Regions from separate parts of the Anas platyrhynchos genome. Here regions 1 and 2 are each linked to region 3. The links are chromatin contacts, called in public Hi-C maps. All regions are on one chromosome and are shown on one strand. The core of a region is the stretch at or near the end of the contact, and the rest is flanking DNA. Distances in the headings are between cores, read along the strand shown. Region 1 holds the start of LOC139998677 (interleukin-5-like). Region 2 overlaps LOC101799219 (solute carrier family 22 member 4). Region 3 overlaps LOC110354619 (a long non-coding RNA gene).

Region 1 (4,406 bases), core at 132-2,631, 48 kb after region 3:
AGAGGGAACATGGATCTTTCTGAAGTGCCAAGGAATATGAGAAGTTTTTGGAGAAGCAAACGGAGATAGAAAATGCACTCAGAGGAACTTGGTCCTCCTGTTAAGACAGGCACCGTTCATGGATACACAGTAAGTCAGTGTTTTGGTCCTAGGATGTTCTCACAAGCCACATCATTTGGACAAGATGTGGTAATACAACTACCCTCGTTGATGGAACATGTATAAAAAGGTGTTCTAAAATTAGACTAAATAGCTTGATAAAAATAAAAACTAAATAGGTAGGATGGAGATGGACAGGCAAGAAATGTGAATGAGTTCATTCCTCTTGCCTTTTTATTGTCCATCATTTAAAAAGTTGATTCAGAAAATCAGTGTGTGTTCTGCAGAAGTATTACAAAAACCTAGAACAAGAATAGATGCTGTATTACTGTCCTTGGCTACTTTTATATCATAAGATATTTTTCTTTGACTCACTTGATTATTTTTAATAACCTTTTACCAGTATTTAATAACATTATAATAGCTTCATTTATACTTATATACAAGTGGAGTATTTTAGGAGATAACTTTACAAGCTATCTTAATTTCCAACGACTAAAGATATGAAAAAAAAAAATTAAAAAAAGTTTACTTACATCTATAGAAGCTGGAGTTTCAATTCTCAGATTCTGAAAAATAATATATTTATTGATTAAGCCTTTCAAATATCATCATTAACACCAATGAAAATAAAATTAAACTTTCAATACAACCTAAGTATTTAGAGAATAAGATGATTCAGTACATCAATATATCAAACTGTATATTTAAAGAGTATAAATTGAACTTACCAGACTGTCCCCTGTCATTGAATTCTTCATCTGTTGTAGTAGTGACAGTAACTCTGCTATATTGCTTATGTGGGGAGCAGCATAGATGCCTGCAGCCAGAAAAATAAGATACAGATGAGTCCTCATTGCTCTGATGTGCTCAGAGAACCTGTCAGTGCTTCTGCGCTGGTCCTCTACCATTTTATGTTCTCTGTACAGGGAAATAAACACTTTGGGTTGATTTTTGAAACTGATATAGAAAGAAAGACCACATGTTGAGACATTCTGGAAGGGAAAGGTTCCAGTAAATTTTGTGATTAATCTTTGGGCATACTCCTTACCCAATCAGCATTTCCACAGAAGTAGGTAGTAAAGATGCAAGGATGTGGCCTCTTATTTTTTTCAGTCAGCAACTCACAGAATGACCCGAAGCATGACCAGGCAGCTGCCAGCCCCACCACACTTCCCCAGAGATCGGGGCCGGCTCCGCTGATAACGGCGCAGCCCACTGATAGGCGATGTAAGACTGCACTGTCAGAGAAAAAAGCAACCACAGAAAATCGGTGGACTAATGTCTGGAAAGAAACCAGCTGTGTTTGTGCAATAATTCTGATAAGACGTTACTGAAATGCAGGTATTCTCTCAAGTAGTTAACTCGAGGCTGTGCCACTGCCCAGAGCATGTGCAGGGAGGGCAGGTGGTGAAGCACCAGCAGGGCAGCACCACCATGCCTGGGATGGGGACAGCTTGTGGGAGTCACACCTGAGTGTTTGTTCACTTGGAAGTGTCATGGTTCTTTGCTTGAGATCACTGGGGCCATGCAGCAAGGCCAGGGAGCCCTGTTCCCTCGGGGAAACCCTTACTGGTTCCCTTCTGTGGGGCTCCAACCGTGGGCAGCTCCGAGGGCCTCGCAGCCGCACGCTCCTGTCCCTGCAGTGCTCTGGCTGCTCGGAGGAAGCGGTGGCAAACCTCAGGGCCCCGTTATGTTTCTGTCTGCTTAACATCACCGCCTGCTTTCTGCACGTTGCTGCCTGGCTGGTGGTGCTGAGCAGCTCAGGGCTGGCAGCGGGGCCCTGAGGCTGCAGCAGCTGAGTGACACCCCGGTGTCTCGGTGCCTCAAACTGGGAGAGTCAGCGGTGGTTATGTGGTGCAGCTGAGAATAACCATCTGGCTGGTCGCTGCCAGTTTCACTTGCTTGGTTTGTCATCCCTATCACTAGATAGTGTCTTTGCGCTGCCAGTTTATCTGCGGTGCCTTCTCATCACGCAGCTGCAGGGACCGCGGCCTTGCAGCACAGGATCTCGGTGGCATCAGTGGGAACCGAGGGAGCCCCGCAGAAAGACTCTGTCAGCTGAACTTGTGAATGCTGGGAATGAACTCATAAAGCCCTTTTTTGGCCCACTGCGCTTCCGGCAACAGCAAGAAGTGTTTTATGGTCTGTTCCAACTTACCTCCCACAAACCTGCAGCAATGTGGCCCTGCCTGAGCAGGGGCTGGCCCAGGCGGACCCCCAGGTCCCTGCCTGCTGACCCCAGTCACTGGCGTTCTGTTTTGGGGCAGAGCCCCCTTCCCCTTCTGCAGGCACTGGGGCTGTACCCACCAGCCAGGCAAGCTATTGACCCTGACCCTGTCCCTGGAGGCCTGCATGGGCACCATGGTTTTGAAGGGCTGCAGGACCTCCAGCCTGCTGTGTAATTTTTTTTTATTATTTTTTTGTTAATCTTTGCCTCTGCCCAGGGCTGGCTCAGCCCATGCCAGAGCTGGTCCTGTCCCTGGGGGAGCTGCTGCCATCCCTCCTGCTCGGGTCTTCTCATCACACACAGCACAGCTCCATTTTGTTCCTGGCCAACTTGCCTGCTAACAGATTTTCTGTCTCAAGCCTTTCTTTACTTTTCCTCCCTTTTGAGTTTCGGGTTTTTGATCACTTCTGTGGAATTGCAGCACTGTTCCAGAACTTTGTATGAACTGTACAATTCCTTTTTTCCCTTGGCAAATTTAATGGGCTTTTCTTTTCTTTTTAATTAGGACATTCATTCCTGGTTCCCAAGAATTACATTGTTTTGTTTATTTATTACAAATACCACTATCATGAGCTTGTCTTTGCCCTGTTTGTTCTTCATGTTTTCATGACCATTGCATCATTTTGTCACATACTCCAAAACAGTAAGACTTTGTGATGCAGTTCCCATTTTTTACCCCTGCTTCTTCATGAAATAACTTCAAACTCTCCCTGTGTCTTTTTTTTTTCCCTAAACTGGCTCAGTGTCCCCACACAAACTGTTGTCATTGCTTTCAGTCTCAGCTTCATCATTGTTCTGAGGGCTTTTTACATGTGAGTTCATGGTTAAGAAGATGAAGGACACCTCTAAGAACAAAAAGGGTGATGAAAGCAACAGATCTTGACCTTCTCCATGCTGTAAACCTTGGTCTCCACAGGTCTGGAATCTATCTGATCTGTGAGCATGGGCAGAGTGAAGGCACCACGAACACAAACAGAATTGGTAGTAATAAAAATAAAATAATTCTGAAGAATTTTTGAAGGCTGGAGAAAAAAAGCACTGAATGCAAATTCAAACTCTTGGATTGACCCGAAGTTACTCCATCTGAATTTGGAATGATCAGGAATATGAAAGTGAATAAATAATCTAATCAAGGGCAGTTCGACACACTGCAGTGCTGAGAGAGGTGGCCCTGAAGTGAGACACGTGAACTGACATGCTACCATCACCTCCGGATTTTTTTTGGAGGCATCATTAGCTGGAAGCTGCATCTGCAGTATCTGGTTTTGCTCATTCATCTAGATAAGCACGAAGTTACGATGCCCAGATAAGCTTTCTGTGCTGCTCCGATTAAGTAATGCAGCATGGATATGGTGCAGCAGCTTGTGCCTCGCCAGGCTCCAGAAAAGGGAAACTTCTGAAAGCCAGGAGCAGGCTCCAGCTCCTGTCCTCGATGGTCTGTCCACTGAAGACTGTGGCAGCTGCTGACAAGGGGCAGGTGACAGTGCTGGAGCATGGCAGAGGTGATGCTTGGGGATCCCTTAAGCCACTTCTCTTCTGTCCCCCATGCTCCAGGGCTGTGGGCAGCAGCATGCCCATGGGGGAAGCCCCCAGGCACCATCAGGAGGAATGTGTGGGTGTTTTGGTGATAAATGGGACCGATGGGTGTGGGTAAAGGGCATCCTAGGGTGACATTTGTGAGAGATCATGTTGGGTCTTTTCCCTCCCTTATCTGAATGGGCAGGCTAGATGTATGAGGAGATCGTAGGGCTTGGAAAGACTTTATCTTCATTTTTAATCCATCTTAATAAATGGGCAGCTTTTGACTCATGTAACTTCACTTATGGAAACTTTATTTCATCACTGCACATCGTTAGTAAATGTTACATCGATTGTTTTCTCTGTATGTGAAGCACTTCCAGCATCCTGCAGCACGGCGGGCCTTCCTGGGAGCCCCTCTGCCACAGCTGCAGACCCGCGGCTTGCTCAGAAGCCAGTGTCAAGCCAGGAAAGTTGAGAAATTTTATAAAAGGCTTGACCTAAAAAAACATGTACATCTTTTTCTTAGGAAGACAGGAGGAATGTTGTTTACAGTTCT
Region 2 (4,535 bases), core at 54-2,553, 43 kb before region 3:
AAAGCTGAGTGGAAGGCTGGCAGGTGACAGCGCTAAATGTCACCAGGCAGAGGTGTGCGCTCCCAGGCTTTGCTTTGGCTGCCAAAGCGAGTGTGTCTGCAGCCCTGCTGGCACTGAAAGGCAAGAAGAGAGCTCACACTGAAACCCAGCAGTGGTGGGGACCTCGTGAGGGCCCCACAGGTCCCTCATAAATGCTCAGCTCCTCTGAGCCATCCCTTGCTCTTGTCTCAGTGGCTGAGCCCATGTTTTCTTTCCTCTCCCTGCTGCGCCCATCCACCTCAGTGTAGGTGCACCCTCACTTGCCCATGGGTGCTCTGCCCCGAGAGGCTGAAAAAACAGATTAGGAAAAGTTAGTGCTGTTCTCAGCCTGACAGGCACCATGAAATTATTGCTGGCTAACGGGAGCGAGGAAGCATTTGTTAAGGTCACAGGATTAAGTTAAGGAAAGGTGAGATTTTCTGTCCCGTGGTCAGTGTTAATTCACTCAACGCATGTGTGGAAGTGATTAGAAAATGCCATCAGCTCTGCATGGGGACAGTGCCTCTGTCCTGAGCCTAGGAGAGTTGTAGTAAAATCGTGAGGTTTGTGTATAGATTCCTGTGACACAGAGCCTTTAAATATATCCTCTGTGCATTTAAAGCATTTCCACGCTGCGTGCAGTTCCCTAAGAATAATTTTGCTTAACGATGGTTAAGCTACCCCCATATTTTCTGTCTGTCCAGTAACATCAGTCTTTAAAAAAGAAAAAAAAAAAAAGCAGGCCCCCTAGGAGAAGGGCCCAAGCATCTCCTTCAGCTTGAGCTCTCCCACTGGTCCCAGTGGGACACGTTCAGGAATTACATTGCCTGCATGCTTCTGCGCTGACCGTGTTCAACCACGAGTAATTTGCGAGATGAGAGCGCAGTTCAAAAAAAAACTGTGCATGTGGCTTTAATAATGCTTCACTTTTGTGAAAACGTTGAGTCATTTATTCTGAAACTTATTGCAGGATCATTCCTGAATCCCCTCGGTGGCTGATCTCCCAGGGAAGATATAAAGAGGCAGAAGCTATTATCCGCAAGGCTGCAAAAATAAATGGCATTCCAGCCCCGGCTGTGATTTTCGACACCGCGGAGGTATGTTTCACGTGCCCTGTCACTTTACCTCGTCAGCAGCTTTCCCCTTTGGCCAGTTGACTTGTTGTGAAATGCCAGGGCAGGAATGGCTTCCAGCAGCAGCTCACAGGGGCTGGCGCTGGCTGTTGGCGTGAGGTAAGTGTTGGGTTAGCAAAGTCGAGACGAGAAGCCAGAGGGCTTACTTATTTGTTTGCTTTTTACAGTAAAGCTCTGTTCCGCAGCAGTGGTTGGTTGTGGTTTTCAGAGCAAGGGTGACCCAGCTTGCTTCACCCTTCGGGCACGGAGGAGAGCCGAGGAGGACGCGTTCAGCCCCGTCCCAGCGCGGTGTCAGCGGTTTGCACTTTAACAGGGGCTCTTCACGGGGGCTGCACGGGGGCACCAAGTCCAGGTCCACGTGTGCCGGGGCCCCACGGTGACCCGCAGGATGCTCCAGTCACACAGAGCACCGAATGCCTCAAGTGCCCTTGAAACATGACTGGAGAGAAGGCCTCGGATCAGCTGAAATTCTTCTGCAGGCTGATTTTTTTCTTGCATTTCGTATTTATTGGTTAAGAGGAGGAAGCCTGGCACCGAGCAGGCTCACGGCCGCGGCAGCACGGATGGGTTTTGTGCTCGCCTCCCCCCCGGCAGCTCATCCTCCCCCAGAGCTCCTGCTGAAGAGGCACGGGCACGGCTCCTGCGCAGAGAAATCCGCAACGCCGTGGGTCTGTGTGTCAGACCCGACCTTCCTGCATCTTACCAGCACCTGCGTTTTCTGTCTGCTGACACAGAAGAGAGCAAAGCACCGCGCACCCCTTTGGGGTATCTGCAGGAGGGAAATGCTGCGCCCTTGCTGGCAGCATCGGCTCATCGAGCGTCCTGCTCAAACTTTGGCTGGGCTGAAGATCTCCTCTCCAAGCATCTGCTGTGCTGTAAATTCTCGCACACGTTCCAGCTATGGGAACTCTGGAAGCACTCTCCTTCACAGCCAGAGCTCAGTTGTCCTTCATTTTGGACCTGACTCTTTCAGGCCCCAGGGGGTGGGTCTGCTGTCAACCACTCGTGTGTTTTTGAGACCAGGCAGCAAAAGCGGGCGATAACTTGCATTAATCTCACCCCATTTACGAAAGTTGAACAAAGAGAGCTGAGTGCAGCGCACGGAAAAATGCCTCCGGTCATGAGGCTGCTCCTGGAAGGACTGTGTCAGATCCTTAAGGAAGTGCTCGTGCATCTCTCTTGTCAGTAATGCTCCTTGTTCAGTAGTCAGCACGGTGCCGAGGTCCCGGTGCTCCCGTTTAACAAACCCTGGAAGGTGCCGCGGAGCACAGCTGGGTGCAGAGACGAGCGCTACCTGAGGACTGCACCCCGCTGCAGAGCTTGGGCTGCCTGGTGGGGCCCTGGGATAGCCGTAACCTCGTAACTGCCCCGACGTGTGGGTGTGCAAAAGGTTGTTGTGCTCTGAGGTGTGGGAATTTTTTTGGTTTTGTCTTCCTTTTTCCTTCAGATGCAGGATTCGAAGCCTCAGCAGCAGCAGAAGGCTATCCTTCTGGACCTATTTCGAACCCGAAACATTGCAACTATTACTATTATGTCATTACTTTTGTGGTAAGGAAATGTGTATTCCTAAAGTACCCAGGCAATAGAACGATTTCTGATTTGAGGGCACATGCCACAGGTTTAGATGAGTTTCAGCCTCGGAGCCTACCCACACGTGGTCCTTGGCTGGTTCGTGCCCCTCAGCGGCCCCCGCACCCTCACTGCATTAATACGTACAGGTGTGGGGATGGTAGCCTCAATTCAGATGGGAAATAATTAAGAAAATACATGTAGCAACGTGTGATTTATTTTTTTTTTTGCTTTTGTTTTAAGAAGCTCCCATCTCCATAATCTCTCTTTGAAGAGAAATGTCTCAAAGCAGAGGCAGAACCAGAGCCAGACCCATGGCCAGCATTTTCGTTGTGTTTCTGTGCAGTGCCTCTCTCATTGGGATCCTGGTCCCTGCCTGGGCAACCACAAGGAATGACGACCAAATAGTGCCATGTAGCCCAACTGCGGCCCTTTTCTGTACATATTTCCCCCAGCAGAAAGGAACTGGCTGGCACGCCTGGCGTGCCCTAGCAAGGCACTCTTGAGGTTTGAATCCTGGAGGTCCAGCTCTGTTGAGAAGAGTCCAGTGAGACGTAACCAAAGTGCCGAGGGTGGGAGAGCCTGTCCCTGGAGTTTGCTGCGAGTAGGAACGTAGCTGGCGTGGGAAGCTTCCCAGACTTGTTTCGAGGTGCCCGTTGCAGTGAAAAGCCTTTGTGACTGACTTCCACAAAGCCTAGTGCTTGGTTCAGGATATGGAGGAAGGAGAGAAATCAGAGGGCTCCGCACGCTGCTGTGGATATGAGCACTGCAAGGGATGGCAGAATTAGAAAGTTGGGGTTGCCACTGAGGTTTTTAAGCCACGATGTCCATGGCAATGTTTTGCAGCGTCCCAGTTTTGTAACAACCTCTGAGGCAGCATCGGAGGTGTTCAGAGAATGGTGTTTCTGGAATAATTTGTTCTTCTTGCTTTTCTCAGGTTTTTCACGTCAGTTGGTTACTTTGGCCTCTCCCTTAACACTCCAAACCTGCATGGCAATGTCTACATCAACTGCTTCCTCCTGGCGGTTGTTGAAGTCCCATCCTACGTGATCGCCTGGCTTCTCCTCCGCTACCTGCCTCGGCGCTACTCAATAGCTGGCACCTTGTTTTTAGGGGGTGGCGTCGTCCTCTTCATCCAGCTTGTTCCTACAGGTACAAGATCTGATACAACACGTAACTAAATGCAACGTTATGATATTTTATGCTGCTGTCTAATGGGTCTGTGGAATTACTGAAAGCTGCGATCAAATTTGGAATCTGAGGTCAAATTTATGCTGATCACTCATGGCTGTGATTTTTCTTTTCTTTTATATATATAATATATATGCATATGCTGAGTCACACATGGCTCTTGCTTATTGTGTCAGATTACTGAGCTTTTTATAGTCCAGGGGAACCAGCTTGTAAAGTGAGAGCCAGAAGTGCACCGTGATTTATCTGGTTATGTGTAAAGGCCAAAAACAGCCTGCAAGCCTCCCCGAACTCACTGTGTGCAAATCTTCATAGAATTTTGCAAAACCAGGGTGGATTTAAGATCGTGCTTTGTTACTGTGTAATCCAGAATTTTGTTCTGTTTCAAGAACATCCTTTTACTGAGTGAAATATAAAATCTGAAAAGTAAAAAACCTGCTTGTGCCTTCTACAGCGTGCTCAGCAAGAAGACCACAGCCAAGCGATCTGGGGATGGGGCTAATATGCTGTAGAAATAAAAACAAAAGAAAAGCAACACAACTTCTAGATGAAGGAAAAAAAAAAAAAACAGAGATGGGGCTCTGAAAAGTTAAAGAAATACAAGTAATAAGCAAAGAGTCTTGT
Region 3 (4,925 bases), core at 2,247-4,746:
CGGGGCCGTGCTGGTGCCTGTGCAAAGCCCCAGCCCAGCTCCTGCCCTTGGCCGTAGAGCTTGGGGGAGCTGCATCCGATCAGCTCCCAGGTGAGGCTTCTCGAGGCATCTAATTGGGAGCAGCTGGCTGGTTCTTACACCATGGGGTGAACCAAGAACGTTTCTTTTTGATTTATTCCTTGCTTGTCCTTAGCTATCAGAAATCTTGTGGTTCCCATAGCATTTTCCAAACCACCCCAGGTCGTACATCTCCCCCTTACAGAGGGGCTGCTCGGGGGGAGCTCTCCTCTGGGCTGTGGGCTCCTTCTGCCCCCCGGGGGGTCCCCTCGCATCCCCACGTCCCTGCAGTGTCCCCGAGTCTGCTCGGGGGGGATCCGAGGGCTGTGCTGGGGGGCCCGGCCAGGCTCCTGATGGCTGGGATGAAGCCGGCTCGCCTCGGGGGGGGCTCAGAGCGGCTCGGAGAGGGGGGGGCGGCAGCAGGGACCGCTCCTCCTCCACGGCCCGGGAGGGATCGACGACGGCAGCGAGGCGAAGGGAAAGCGAAAGGCGAAGGGAAAGCGAAAGCGCAGCGCAGGGCACTGCGGAGCGGGACCCACGGGCACCACCCGCAGCGCCCCGAGCATCCCCGCCGGGGGGGCGCAGGTAAGGGGCGCCTCTCGCCGGCCCGGGGCTGGGGGGAGGTCGGTGGAGAGACTGGGAGGATGCTGGGGGAGGACTGGGGAGGAGGTCGGGGGGGCTCCGGGTGGGCTGCGGGGAGCGAGAGGCAGCGCCCGGGGTGCGCAGCGCCCGGCCGGGGGGCGGCAGCCGCCTCCCCTAGGAGGGCAGGGGGAGAGGGTGGGGGAAATAACGGCGGGGTCCGGAGGGGTAAGGGTAAGGTGGGGAAATAACGGCGGGGGTGGGAGAACCAACAGCGGGGCTGGGGCAGCCCCCCGCAGCCCCCGGCCCCCCCAGCCCAGCCGCGCCGTGCCCCCGCAGGGCCCGGTTCTCGGGTTCCCGGGGGGTTATGGCTCTGCCAGCCCTGCTTATTCGAGCTGGTTTTTTCTCCCTGGACGCCTGCCTCGGCTTGGTTCTTGTTGCTGTGCTTGGTGCAGGACTCTGGCCAAGGGGGGAGGCGAGGCGAGGCGGCTGGCTGGGGGACAAGCCCACACCGGTGGCCTTTCCTCGGAGCAGTGCAGCCCCCCCGCTGCACGCTGCTCTGGGCAAGGAATTAGCCCCAAACACAAGGAATTAGCTCCCAGTTTGGGAAGGGAGAGCAGGTTCTGAAAGACCCGTTGGCTGAATATAAACTGAGTTAAACAGATTATAATGAGCCAAAAGCTAAATTCCCCTCTGTTCTACATCAGGTCAGGCGTTATTTGTGGCTCTGATAAATGCCACTGGGGTGCAAACAGATTCCCCAGAGGCTGATGTTGGAGAGCTGAAAACCCAGAGCTTTACGCTTACCTTTGGCAGATGAAATTCAGCTTGGTCCTTTGGCAAGAGCCGTGCTCTCTGCCCGCTCTCCCTTTGGGAACAGAGCCCTCCATCCCTGGGCTGTGCAGGTGCAGGTGAGCAGGGGGAGCAACACTCCTGCTCCCACTGTGCAGGGCACATCAGGAGCGAGAAGGAATGGATGCTGCAGCTGGGAAGAAAAACCCCATCCAGCAGACAGCCAGGAGCATATTTGGGCAAGGCAGCCTGTATTCGGTGAATATTCACGTGTGTTGCTCCGGCCATGTGGCTGCATCTGCTTTTTGGGGTTTGTGAGCCAAGGGTGTGTGCTGGGTGCAGGTACGTACCCAAAAGGCCGGGGCCAGGAGGTGGCCGCATGCAGGAGCCAGGCAGCAGAGAGGTGAAGCTGCCCTGAGAGCCCCTCGGGCTGTGGTGGGGCAGAGCAACAGGAGCTTGGCTGTGGGGCACAGCACCTCTAACAGTGCTGGTGGCAGCGGCAGGGATGCTCTGCAGGAGTGCCCGGAGCAGCACCAGAGCTCACAGAGAGCTGAGGTTTGGGTATACAAAGTGTTTGCTGATGCCATCTGAAAATTAAGGGAAAATTTGGATGGGCGCTAAAAGGCAGCGTGATTTTCACTGCTCTTGGCCTCAGCTCAAGACACAAGACTTTGAAGCAAGCTCTGGGCTGCACAAGTGTTCTGGTACGGAGCAGCTTAGAGGAGCCTCTGAGATAAGTTTTGTCTTCAGAGCAGGATTAGAAGTGCACTTGGGGAGTGCCAAGCTTAGGGCTGCCACCTGAATAATGCTGAGAAACAGAATAGCGAGTGGGCAGCCTTCATCTCGTACGGGAAGGAGACACGGTACGATGGGGGTGTGTTTGTGTTACCGGGGTGTCTTGTGACTATGTGAGTTTGGGGATTTCGGTGTTCAGAGCCTCGGGCACGTCGGTTTTCAGGCAGAGCACTCGTGTGCCCCTGCACCAAAACATTGCATTACAATTCTGGAGCTACAACTACAAATTCATCACTGGGAAAACGGCACAGGCTTTGTCAGAACTGAACACTGGATGAGTTTGGCCCACGAGCTCTTGCTGAGGTTAATGGGTCCTGGAAACCAGCACCAGTCTGTGCTGCAGAGGGGCCGGCAGCTCCGTGCTGTGCTGTCACAGGATTTGTGCGATCACAGCGGTTTCATCGGTGCTTTTAGGAGCACAGCTGGGGGCAGAGGCAAAGGGCACCAGGGGGATGTGGCACTGGGGAATGGGGGGACTAAAGGGAGCTGCCTTGGTCTCGGAGCCCAAAATGTCCCGATGCTGGAGCCCTTGGTGCAGATGCTCATCTTATCTTCTGCTTTCTGCTCTGCACGCAAGCCACAGGCCAGGCTGCTTCTGTAATTAGCGTGCTGCTACAAAGCAAATACTCCAGCATTCGTGCTAATACAACCCCAAAATGAAACGTGCTGTTTCTGCTTTTAGCACCAAGCAGAAAGCTGTGTAGATTTCATAGGTAACAATGAATGGCTTACTAAAAAAAACATTTCTGCTTTGAGTGTTAATCTGAGAAAGTAGCTGCTGGAGCAGCAGCATAGCTGGCATGTTTGGGGCATGATCAGTGCCATGTGAGCTGGCAAAATCAGTTCCTTGCACCCAGCATCCCAGCTGAGCATTTCTTGCACGACCAGCGGCTGCAGGAGGGGGGAGCAGAAATGAGGCAAGGCCGTGGGAGGGGATGGGGATTGTTCTGCTTAAAATTGGCTAGGCCTTTACTGACCTTAAAGGGAGCCTAAAATAACCAGTTTTAATCTGAGTCAGGCACGTCCCAAACTGCATGGGTGGAGGAAGGGGTGGCCAAGCCCTGCTCCTGGGCACATGGGGGCACTGGGTTGTGTTCCCTGCACCCCAGCTCCATCCCTACCGCTCCTGCAGCAGGCAGATGAGTCCTCAGATGAATTTCCTTCAGGGCTGGGACTTGGTGGGAGCGACAAGACCCGAGGCAGGGGCTGCAGGAGAGGAAGCCGAGGGCTCGTGGCGTTGAGCTGCGCCTTCCCCCGGGGACTGCAGAGGGCGGTGGCACCCACGAGAAGCGCGGGTGGCCCCGGGTGCAGCTCCCGGAGGGCTGGGAGCCGGCCAGGGCAGCGGCACGGCCCGAAAAGTGCTGTGAAACAAGTGAAACGAGGAGTGCTTCCCCCTGCTGCCTTCCCTGTCCTTCCCCCCTCCTGGGAGCAGAGCAGCAGCCCCGAGAGGTCTCGCAGGAGGACCTCAGGCTGAGGGTGGGGGCTGCTGGCCCTGCCCACGCTGTGGGGTGCAGCTGGCAGGAAGATGTGAACCCCTGGGCTTAGTTTCACCAGTTTGGGACCCAAATCTTGTGCCAGAACCTTGTTTTGAACACTCGGAGAAGTGCGTGGTTCCTTTCAGTCTCTTTTCCTTTCTCGTCTCCTTTTCCCTCGCATGCTGGAAGCGCAGCTTGCAGTTGTCAGTCCTCAACAGAACGTTTCTCTGTTCTTATTTAATCCCAGCAGGGGCTGCACACAATGCCCACGCTGTTTGGCAGGCACAAGGGAGTGCCTGCAAGGCCTCCGTGAGCCAGCTTGTGCCCACAATGACTTTCCTTCCCTTGGAGCCCAAATCCCCAGCTGCCAGCCCGGGTTCAGGAAGCCTGGGCATGGCTCAGCTTTGTTTCTGCCCAATTCTTGGCTCTGGAGGCCGAAGCCAGCCTCCAGCAGCAGCTTTGAGCTCTCCCATGGGAGCCCCATCTCCCGTGGTCCTAGGGCCCTGCACAAAAACCTCCACATCTGCAGCCGTGTGGAGTTTGTTCTCGGGGCTGGAGGTCAGGATCAGCTCTGTGGTGTGACAGCAAAGAGCCTGTATGTGGCCTGCAGCACAGCTGGAGAGAAAAGTGTACCAAAGCATGCAAAACACAGCTGTTTTAGGGTCTGTGCCCCCTGGAGCCCATCGTGTGTGCCAGGGAGGTTTTGTTCCCTCCCAGGGCGAGCTGCGATGCTCTCCTCAGCATCTCTGGTAAGCCAGGAGCCTCAGCCTCCTGTTTGTCACAACTTGTTCTCATGCTGACACCCATCCCACCCTTTCCTGTCTCATCTTGAGCTGCTGCAGGGGAAGGCAGCCTGCCGCGGCGGCCGCACTTATCGCTGCACAGCAGCTGTGGGGCTCTGCCAGACACAGCCCCATCCTGCAGGGTGCTCGGCTGCATTAGCTGAAAAAAAAGCAAATAACTTTTTTTTTCTTTTTTTTTTTAATGATGCTGAAGTTTTTTCAATATAGCCACTGTGAGGCACGGTGGAGAACTCACCAAATGCAGGCTGAGCTCCACCAGCCGGGATGGAGCAGGAAAACTGGGCTGGGTGTGCAGAAGGAGGTGGAAGGGGCTGGGATTTGGGGGAGGAAGCAGAGGCGAATCTGGCTAAAGAAAAGGATGAGGGAGAGTCCAAGAGCTGTATCCCTCAGTGGCTCCCTGCTGGCCAGGAGGGAGAGCAGGAGC

Evidence for each region. Hi-C and Micro-C count contacts between places; a contact is called where the count stands out from the background.
Region 1: a contact with region 3 is called in a Hi-C map of subcutaneous adipose tissue, with 3 times the contacts expected there. The contact joins the promoter of LOC139998677 here to the enhancer-like site in region 3. A contact is called at or near these places in 5 of 8 Hi-C or Micro-C datasets (liver, skeletal muscle and subcutaneous adipose tissue).
Region 2: a Hi-C map of liver shows a contact between it and region 3, with 3 times the contacts expected there. The contact joins two enhancer-like sites. A contact is called at or near these places in 2 of 8 Hi-C or Micro-C datasets (liver and skeletal muscle).

The regions. Positions count from the first base shown.
Region 1 is chr14:1,704,822-1,709,227 of IASCAAS_PekinDuck_T2T, reverse strand. It overlaps LOC139998677 (interleukin-5-like), which reads right to left and starts at 1,381. Exons shown (of 4, transcript XM_072023405.1): 1 at 831-1,381; 2 at 636-668. The coding sequence starts at 1,010.
Region 2 is chr14:1,796,224-1,800,758 of IASCAAS_PekinDuck_T2T, reverse strand. LOC101799219 (solute carrier family 22 member 4) reads left to right here. Exons shown (of 10, transcript XM_027468658.3): 5 at 989-1,115; 6 at 2,599-2,699; 7 at 3,658-3,872. Among named protein-coding and RNA genes, the nearest start is that of PDLIM4, 58 kb to the left of the region's middle. Within about 2 kb of position 1,303, at least 3 of the 8 cell types and tissues checked have an H3K27ac peak or open chromatin away from gene starts, as enhancers often do.
Region 3 is chr14:1,754,557-1,759,481 of IASCAAS_PekinDuck_T2T, reverse strand. It overlaps LOC110354619 (a long non-coding RNA gene), which reads left to right. Exons shown (of 2, transcript XR_003500542.3): 1 at 1-642. Among named protein-coding and RNA genes, the nearest start is that of IRF1, 35 kb to the right of the region's middle. Within about 2 kb of position 3,496, at least 3 of the 8 cell types and tissues checked have an H3K27ac peak or open chromatin away from gene starts, as enhancers often do. A contact at or near this core is called in subcutaneous adipose tissue, where this site is marked.